3 separate regions of the Mus musculus genome follow, and all the other regions are linked to region 2. Evidence: chromatin contacts called from public promoter capture Hi-C data. All regions are on one chromosome and are shown on one strand. The core of a region is the stretch at or near the end of the contact, and the rest is flanking DNA. Distances in the headings are between cores, read along the strand shown.

Region 1 (2,700 bases), core at 42-2,541, 2.1 Mb after region 2:
TGGGCGGAGAGAAGAGCCTTAGACTTGTACGTGCATCTTGGCTAAAGGCAATTTCTCTAGGGATCCAGCTACCAGCTGAAAAAAAACAAAACAAAACAAAAAAAAACAAAACAAAAAATCTACCCTCTAAGACTGCTAGTTGAAAACACCACAGACTGGGTGGAATAACGGGTGTCAGTACAAAAACTTTTCCTGTTTTTCAAGACACCTTGGAGGAGCCAGTCATATTTTTATAGGACAGCGTGCTTTAACTTGACAAAGGAGCCGCGTGCCAAAGGCCAGAAAAGAGAACCAGTTTCTAAAGCTGCTCCAGCCTTATCCGCTCCGGAAGCCGCCCTGTATCCTCCTTTGGTGGCGAAGATCGATGCTCAAGGACGTTGCAGCTGCCACAGGGACCAAGCACCTGTGTCTGTCACAGCAGGGACTTCAGCCCGGAGCACATCTCCGGGTCTTAACAGTAGCCAGTCCGCGGGCAGGAGTCTCAGCCACTCAGGGTCGCACCCGGGTGCGTGTAGGAAAGGTGTGGACTGAGGAAAGGAAGCTACGTCCCGGTCCCGCCAGGGTCCCGGTGGACCTAGAGAGCAAAGAAGGGCGGGAAGGCCCTCGAAGTGGCTGGCTCTGGGTATCAGATGCACACCCAGGGGCGTCGCCCTCCAGTTTCAGCTACCGAGAGGTTAAGAGACTCATCTGGAGTCACACAGCTAGCTATCTGGTAGCACTTGGGGGGCTGCAGTTCTGATCCCTGCTGGACGGACGCACAACTCTTCATTTGGTTCGGATCCTTGGGACTGTCGAACCTGGAATCGTCCTTTGGTTAAGAGGACCGGCTTTCCCTAACCAACTTCGAAATATTGCAGTCCCACAGGTCTGAGTGCAACCAGAGGCGTGACGTGCCAGGTCTTGGAGCAAGGGCTATCCCTGGTAATAACGCCTGGGACCTGGAGTGTAGTTCCCCATGGACTTCGGAACGCTTCGGACTGAGGTCCTTCCAACTGGTCTCTTAACGGACGATAGCTCCAAATCTCAAACACAGTGACCTGACAGTGAACGAACTCGGTAGCCCCTGAAGCAGAATGGCTCTGTATCCTTCAGCAAGTCCTTTCCTTTCTCCGGACGGGCTGGCTAGGTGCCCCTGCGGTCGCGGCCGCGCATGCTCTTGGACGGGCGGTACAGGGAGCGGGCGGCGGGCGCCCCAGCTGCTTTGCATTGACGCCAGCAGCCGCTGGAGGTCACCGCTGGGGGCTGGGCGCGGCGAGTTGCCCGCAAGACGCGGTCCGGAGCACGGAGCGGGAGTCTCGGATGCTCAACTCCTGGCTCGCGCAGCCGCCTCGGCGCTTCTCGACGGCGCGGCCCGACCGGAGTCGAGGCGCTCGCTCCGTCAGCGAGCGGGTCCCCAGCTCGGAGTGCGGGCGCCGAGGGCTGGGCTCCCCTACGGTAGCCCGACTAGGGGCGCTCACCCAGCCGTCCGCCGGGCCGAGGAGAGGCACCGCCAGGCGAGCGAGCGCCCGTTTCCTCGAGAGTCAGACGAGGCGAGGGCGGCGGTGCAAACGCGGCGCGGGCTCGCGGCTCCCGGTGGCGAGAGCGCAAATCTCCACCCCCGACATTTCCCCGGAAGCGCGGCGGCTGCGGCGCGCGCGGCGATGTGAGGGAGACAGCGGCGGCTCCCGCCTCAGGAAGGGCATGTTCGGAGGGGCGTCCGCGGCGCGCCTCTCGCCCCAGCGCCCCCTCCCCACGGCCGCCGCGCCCGCAGCGCAATAAAAGGGGCGGCCGCGCTTCCTGACGCGAGACCCGCGCTTGCCGCCGCCGCCCACCCGCCTGCCCGCCCGCCCGCTCAGGCCGCGATGACACGGCGCCCGCGGCGGCCCCGAGGCGCCGGGCGGGCCGTTTGCTGACCGGATCGCGGCTGCCCGCCAGCGAGTCCGCGGTGCCGCCGCCGCCAGTATGGGCTGCGCCCCGAGCATCCACACTTCCGAAAACCGAACGTTTAGCCACAGCGACGGCGAGGACGAGGACGTGGACGTGGACGTCCCGGGCCCCGCGCCGAGATCTATTCAGCGATGGTCGACCGCGCCCGGGCTCGTGGAGCCTCAGCCTCGGGATAACGGCGCCTCGAAGGTGAGCCGCACTGGGAGGGCGGGGAAACAAACGCGGGGCACTGGGGGCCCTCTAGGCAGCCGCCCTGGCGTTGACCGACGCCAGCCGCCCGCGTTTGCGGGCTGTCGCGGACCGAGGCTTAACAGGGCTATGACGCGGCGCCGCGGGATCCGCCGTGTCCGTTCCTTCCCGGCCGGGGTCGGACGCGGCGAGTCAGTTTTCTCCCAGCGGGGTGGGTGGGGGACCCGGGATATCCCCGGCACGTTCCTGACATGGTAAACCAGAGTGCACTTTGCTCTGGCATTCCCAGAGTAGAAAGGCAAGGGTTGTCCGCACTGGGAAGGGTCTTAGATGCCACCAGTTCCCCCCCCCCCTCACCCCCTGCCTAGCTTATCCCAACCTCTGTCCTCTCATTGCACAAGCAGTTTCACTTTTCCACTTTTTTGGGGGCCATTGAAATGTAACCTGGAACATAGGTTTGGCTTCACTGCACGCTTTATCTGAAGTTCAGGTTTGTTAGCATACGTGTGGTATTTAAAGCCTGTGTAATTAGAAAATACTACTGGAGACGTGACCGTGACCCTCGAAGGATTCAGCAGGGCGAAG
Region 2 (2,700 bases), core at 1-2,500:
GCCACCTGCATATGAGACCAGGAGAGGCCAGCTCCTCTAAAAATCCTATGGGATTTCAGGGTCCTTCTCTGGGAAGTGTCTCCAGGAACATTTGGCCAGGGTGCAGGTTGGGGGGGGGGGGGCAAAGAGGAGGGGTGGAAAGGGTCAGAGGAGACCCAAGCATCTTTCCAGCTGAGTGGACAGACCAGGAGTTTCCAGGTCGTGGAAGCTTGGGGCACCCAATGCCTTCAGCTCCAACCCCGAGGTCAGATCCTGTGCTGGGCGACAGAACACAGCTGTGATCTCTCCTGCCTGTGATCACTCCAGTCCCGCCGCCAGTCCCGTTTCTATGAGAAAGGATTTAGGGGCTGCCCCACGTGGGCACTGCTTTTTCATGATGAACTCTCTCCAGCAGCATCCCGCAAGAAGCCCAGACGTCTACTGGGGACCTCAGAGCAGAGGAGGAGGAGGAGGAGGAGGAGGAGGAGGAGGAGAAGGGTTAGGGGAGATAAAGCAGCTGGCCAAGGTCAGCCGGGGGCAGGAAGCCCTTTTCTAAGTTCCAGACCAGCCCCACCTACAAGCCAGTCTCTCGCACTGACCCCTCTGTCATTCCTTCCCTTATCTGATCAAACACCAACAAGTGGGACACAAAAGTTCATTGGATTCTCTAACCAGGCGGGTTCAGGACAGAGTTTCAGGTAACGTTAGCTTGAGTTGTACCCGCACAAGAGTCCTAGACTCTCCCAAATTGTTTGGATTGGAAAGCAGACACAGTTCGGTGGCCTCACTTTACAGACGCGGTAAAAAAGAAAGAGGCACGACGCAGCGGATTCCTTTGTTATGTGTAAGTCACATCCCTGAGGGGGCCGGGGGGGGGGGGAGGCCAGGCTGTCACCGGGTGTCCAGGGTCACCACTCAGTGCAAAAGCTACTTATCACAGCCCCAAGGCCCCAGGGCAGAGAGCACAGAGGCACGTTCGCCTCTCCTACCCCTGAGCGTCCCCCTCCAGGCTCTGCTCAAGTTTGTCAACAGTAGGAGTAGAGGGAGGGCGTCGCTGAGAACTTCCGAGCGGCGGGCAGAACAGGGGCGAGGCCAGAGGGACTCACCAGACGCGGCGAAGAGGCCAGAGGCGCAGAGTAGCATGCCGCACAGCGCGGCCAGCACACGGGAGACCTGCATGCTGCGGGACGCGGGAAAAGGTCCACGCGCTCTGATGCTGGGACTCGAGAGTTCCTGCGTCCGCTCCTCTCACTCCGGAATAAATCAGGCGCCTCAGCTCCGCCCACTGGCCCAAGGGCTCCGCCCCGTACAGCCCCGGGCGGACTCTGGGCGGAGCTCCGAGACCACAGTGGGAAGAGGGAGGGCTGAAGTGGGGGGTCCAGTGCCTCAGCCTCCCGGCGAGCCACGCCCTGATGCCGCTGCCAGTCCTCAGCCTGAGGCCAGGCCCCGGCTTCCTGAATAGACTGGACAGGGGGAAATTGCTCAGGAGGAATTTTAACAAGTGGCTGGATAATGGAGTGCTTTCCTAAGCATGCTGGAGACCCTAGATTCGATCCCCAACCCAGCAAAGATAAATAAAATAAAATAATCCAGGAGTGGTGGTGGCTCACGCTTGTACTCCCAACTGTTAGGAAGCTGAATCAGGAGGATCAGACAGTTCCAGATCGGATCCCCAGAGTGGGCTCCATCCATATTGAGTTCCAGACTAGTCTGGGCTATAGAATGGGACCCTGTTTCCTAAATGTGTGAGTTTATTGATTATTTGTTGTTTAGTTAATTAAAAATAACTGTTTAGAGTTTAAATGCTAATTCTTATCTGTAATCAGAGAACAGCAAATTCAGGCTACAATGAGTACAGTGTTTCCTCCTTTATCAGATCGGCAAGTGTCAGGCTGTTAACAGCAGAGGCTGTGGGGCAAACAGGCTGAGGCACGCGGACCTTGGACAGAGTATACGCCAGCTCAGCTTCTTTATTTGGTAATGTCTTTCAAAATGTCACATATCAACGCCTTAAGACCTAGCAGTAATGCTTAGAGATGCACAACCATTCCATTAGATAGACATCTGTGCAAAATGACACTACAGGATGACATAACGTCTTTAGAAACCATGAAAAGGCCAAAAAAAAAAAAAAAAAAAAAAGGAATTGGCAAACTTGTGTAAAAGTCCCAAATTAGAAATATTTTAGGATTTTGGCCACTGTGGTGGTTCAAGCCTATAATGCCAGCACACTGGATTATTAAAGGAAGTCCAAGGCTAGCTTGAACAACATGGTGAATCTTCAGCTACCCTAACCACCAGAATGAGATTCTATCACAAAAAGAGAGAGAGAGAGAGAGAGAGAGAGAGAGAGAGAGAAGGAAAGAAGGAAAGAAAGAAAGAAAGAAAGAAAGAAAGAAAGAAAGAAAGAAAGAAAGAAAGAAAGAAAGATAGAAAGATAGATAGATCTGGCTAAAGAAATGGCTCAGTGGGTAAAGCATTTGCTGAGCGAGTGCGGCTACCTCAACTCAATCCCCACAAATCGATCAGGAAGGCAGACAGAAGCAGAGAGCCCAAGTCCACAAAGCTGACCTCTGACCCACGCACCCACCCAGTGTCACATGTGTGACCACACACATACACACTAATGATAATGATGGTAATAATGATAATATGATAAAGTTGTTTAAAAGCTTCTGGCCTGTAATCTCAACACGTGGGAAGTGGGGAAGTTGGACCAGG
Region 3 (2,700 bases), core at 137-2,636, 2.3 Mb after region 2:
GACAGGCTCACAGCCTAACATTTGTCTAAGATCAAAGTATGTGCTCACAGCTGCATCCTGTTCTCAAAAGTTGCACTTTGCATATCAGTTGACTGACTTTTAAGGGTTTGTTGCTGTTTGCAGCTGCTTGAGCATGTGAGGCCTAGCACTGACCATGCAGGGTAAGGAACAGGGTCACCCGATCATTAGTAATAAAAATCCAGTGGGACTCGCACTCGGTGAACCTGCCTGGTTGAGTGACCCTTCTGAAGAAGTGCATTCGCTTGCGCCTTGTGCTCTGGATTGTGTGGTGATTTCCCTGAGACCCCAGACCCATTTCTAACACGAGAGTACCTTCCTCCCTGAAATGGAACATGTCTTGCACTCCCACTCCTGACCCTTGAATTGTCAGGGCTACAATTGTGCTCCCGGTTGGAACAATCTATTGGCTCCTGTTCACTACTCCGTTCCGTGACTAACAGGTCCACAGGCCTTTAATTAATGTGCTATTGAATTTATGAACAAATAAATGAATGAGTCAAAGGTAAGATTCAAACCAAGTAGGGCTGAATCATAGGGCAATGTGGGGGTTGGGGAAAGATGGAGAAATTAATTTGCAGGAGGAGCCAGTTTCTCAGTCTACATCCAGGGCCGGCTTCCTGGAGTGGACCACACTCAAACTCCAGTTCCCCAATTCAGACCCGTCCCCTACGGAATTGGTTTTGGGGGTTTTGTTTTGGTTTCTCTTTGAGCCAGCGAATAAAAGGCTGCAAACATCATCGCAGCTGTTCCATAAGGACCCCGCCTGTCTGGTCCCTCCCCCACCAGCCTTGGGTCCCCCGCCCCTTCGTAGCTAAAGGCGAAGTGGCCCTGCTGCGGGAACCCCGGGAAGCGCGCAGGGCGGGTCTGGGTCGGCAGGGCCGCAGCCTCGCGGGCGCTGTCCATGGTGCCTGCGCGCCAGCCGCACCCGGCCGGCGCTCGCTAGCTCACCGCTTGTAGTCCGAGGAGAAGATACCGCCGCTCGCCGGGTCGTGGCCATATTCTGGCTCCCCGGGACCGGCTGAGCCGCCCTTGTCTTCGCTGTAGGCCGGAGCGGCCGACATGGATCTGCGCTGAGGGGTGGCTGAGCGGCCGGGTTGGGCTTTGGTCGAGGAATGGGATGCACGCCTAGCTCTGCGGAGCTGCAATCTGCGCGGCGGAGGCAGCGCGCAGATTCAGCAATCAGGGCTGAGCGCTAAGGTTCTTAAAGGGACCGGCACCACCCGCGGAGTGCAGGGTTGGGGTGAGCTGACAGGGGACGGAGGAACAGCGCCTGCCCTGTCCCAATCTCTCAGAACTCTCTGGCAACTGCAAGCATCTAAAGGTCTCTCACAGTGAGCAAGGCTGCAGGGCTGATGACTGTATAGTCTTTGGAGGGATGCGGACCTCCTGCCTCCGCCCTCCCGATCACCTGACCTCCACGGACCCGCCCACCCATGCAGTGAGAGAGGGGGACGTGAGGGACACTGAAAGAAGGCCATACTCGCAGGCCTGGGTTGGAACATCTACCTTGGAGATTTAGGGGTGGGTACCTTTCCATCCTTTTTCACACAGTCTAAATCCCTCTGAGGATAACCTGCTTACTCACTGGGAATCATAGCAACTTCCTGGAAGAAGTGGAATTTAAGAGGAGGCTGACCCAGGAAGCAAGTGCTAAGGGCATTCTGGGAGCAAATCAGTTCTAGGTGGAGTAAAGAGAACCTCCAACATCCTAATTACGTTTGGGAAAATACTTTAATGATCCCTTCTGAAACCTCTTTTGGCCCATTCAGGAGGACCCAAGGTCACATTAATCACTGGTTAGGTTCCTGTCCATTGACATCTAGAAGGGAAAGAAGACGAACAGATTGAGTTAGGGTCTGGTGTAATTGCCAGGTCTCCAGGACTTTGTGATTTATCAAGCTTAGCTCCTAAGACCCAAGGAAGGAAGGAAGGGAGGAAGGAAGGAAGGAAGGAAGGAAGGAAGGAAGGAAGGAAGGAAGGAAAGCAAGAAGAAGGATTGTAGCTAGTTCTGGATTAGAGAGAACACCCTGGACTAGGCTGATGGTGAATTGTTTATCTTTGGTCTAGATTTTGGACATGAGGTTGAGTGATTGGGAACTCCTGGCCAGGCTCATAGAATGGAAGTATTCCCAAGGACCGAGATTTGTAGACTAGGGTCCCAATTCTCTAAGATCAGAATTGGTGGACTGTTTGGAAAAGGATGGAACTGAGAAAGGCGGACTTTGGATCAATAGAAAGTTCTACTGCAAAAAGAAGGATGGAGTTGGAGCAGCCCCTGGGTTGGAGATCGGTCATGTTCAGTAAATATATCTGCTCAGGATCTAAGAACAGTAGCCTGAGGTCTACCTGGCGCTAAAGGGTTTCAAAGTGTGTAACTTCAAAAATAGGTACACCTATTCTGGGGACTTTAGATTGCCAGAGTAAAGAGTTTAAGATGAAAGGAACCTGGTCTGGGTGTAGTGGAGAGGGGAATCATCTGAATTATGCTGGAGCAAGTTGGTTAGGTGCCTTTGTTAGCAGACTGGGGCTGGCATGGGATGTGGGCAGGTAGAAGAGAGGCACTTACTGAGTCCATGCCCAACAGGTTCAGTGCAAAGTGCACACAGTTGCTGCTAGTGGGATGGTAGGGAGGAGGATCGTTGTCCATAGCTTCTCGCACGCGGCTCTCCAGCACCCTAG

What was found. Promoter capture Hi-C pulls out the DNA fragments that hold promoters and counts their contacts.
Region 1: a promoter capture Hi-C map of pre-B cells shows a contact between it and region 2, with 3 times the contacts expected there. The contact joins the promoter of Pde8a here to the promoter of Mfge8 in region 2.
Region 3: a promoter capture Hi-C map of liver shows a contact between it and region 2, with 2.9 times the contacts expected there. The contact joins the promoter of Ap3b2 here to the promoter of Mfge8 in region 2. A contact is called at or near these places in 2 of 39 promoter capture datasets (both in liver).

The regions. Positions count from the first base shown.
Region 1 is chr7:81,211,974-81,214,673 of GRCm38.p6, forward strand. It overlaps Pde8a (phosphodiesterase 8A), which reads left to right and starts at 1,292. Exons shown (of 22, transcript NM_008803.3): 1 at 1,292-2,115. The coding sequence starts at 1,942.
Region 2 is chr7:79,147,810-79,150,509 of GRCm38.p6, forward strand. Mfge8 (milk fat globule-EGF factor 8 protein) reads right to left here and starts at 1,251. Exons shown (of 9, transcript NM_001045489.1): 1 at 1,086-1,251. The coding sequence starts at 1,158.
Region 3 is chr7:81,492,539-81,495,238 of GRCm38.p6, forward strand. Ap3b2 (adaptor-related protein complex 3, beta 2 subunit) reads right to left here and starts at 1,387. Exons shown (of 26, transcript NM_021492.3): 1 at 970-1,387. The coding sequence starts at 1,082. BC048679 (cDNA sequence BC048679) reads right to left here. Exons shown (of 6, transcript NM_001193274.1): 5 at 2,588-2,700; 6 at 1,736-1,840. The coding sequence ends at 1,808.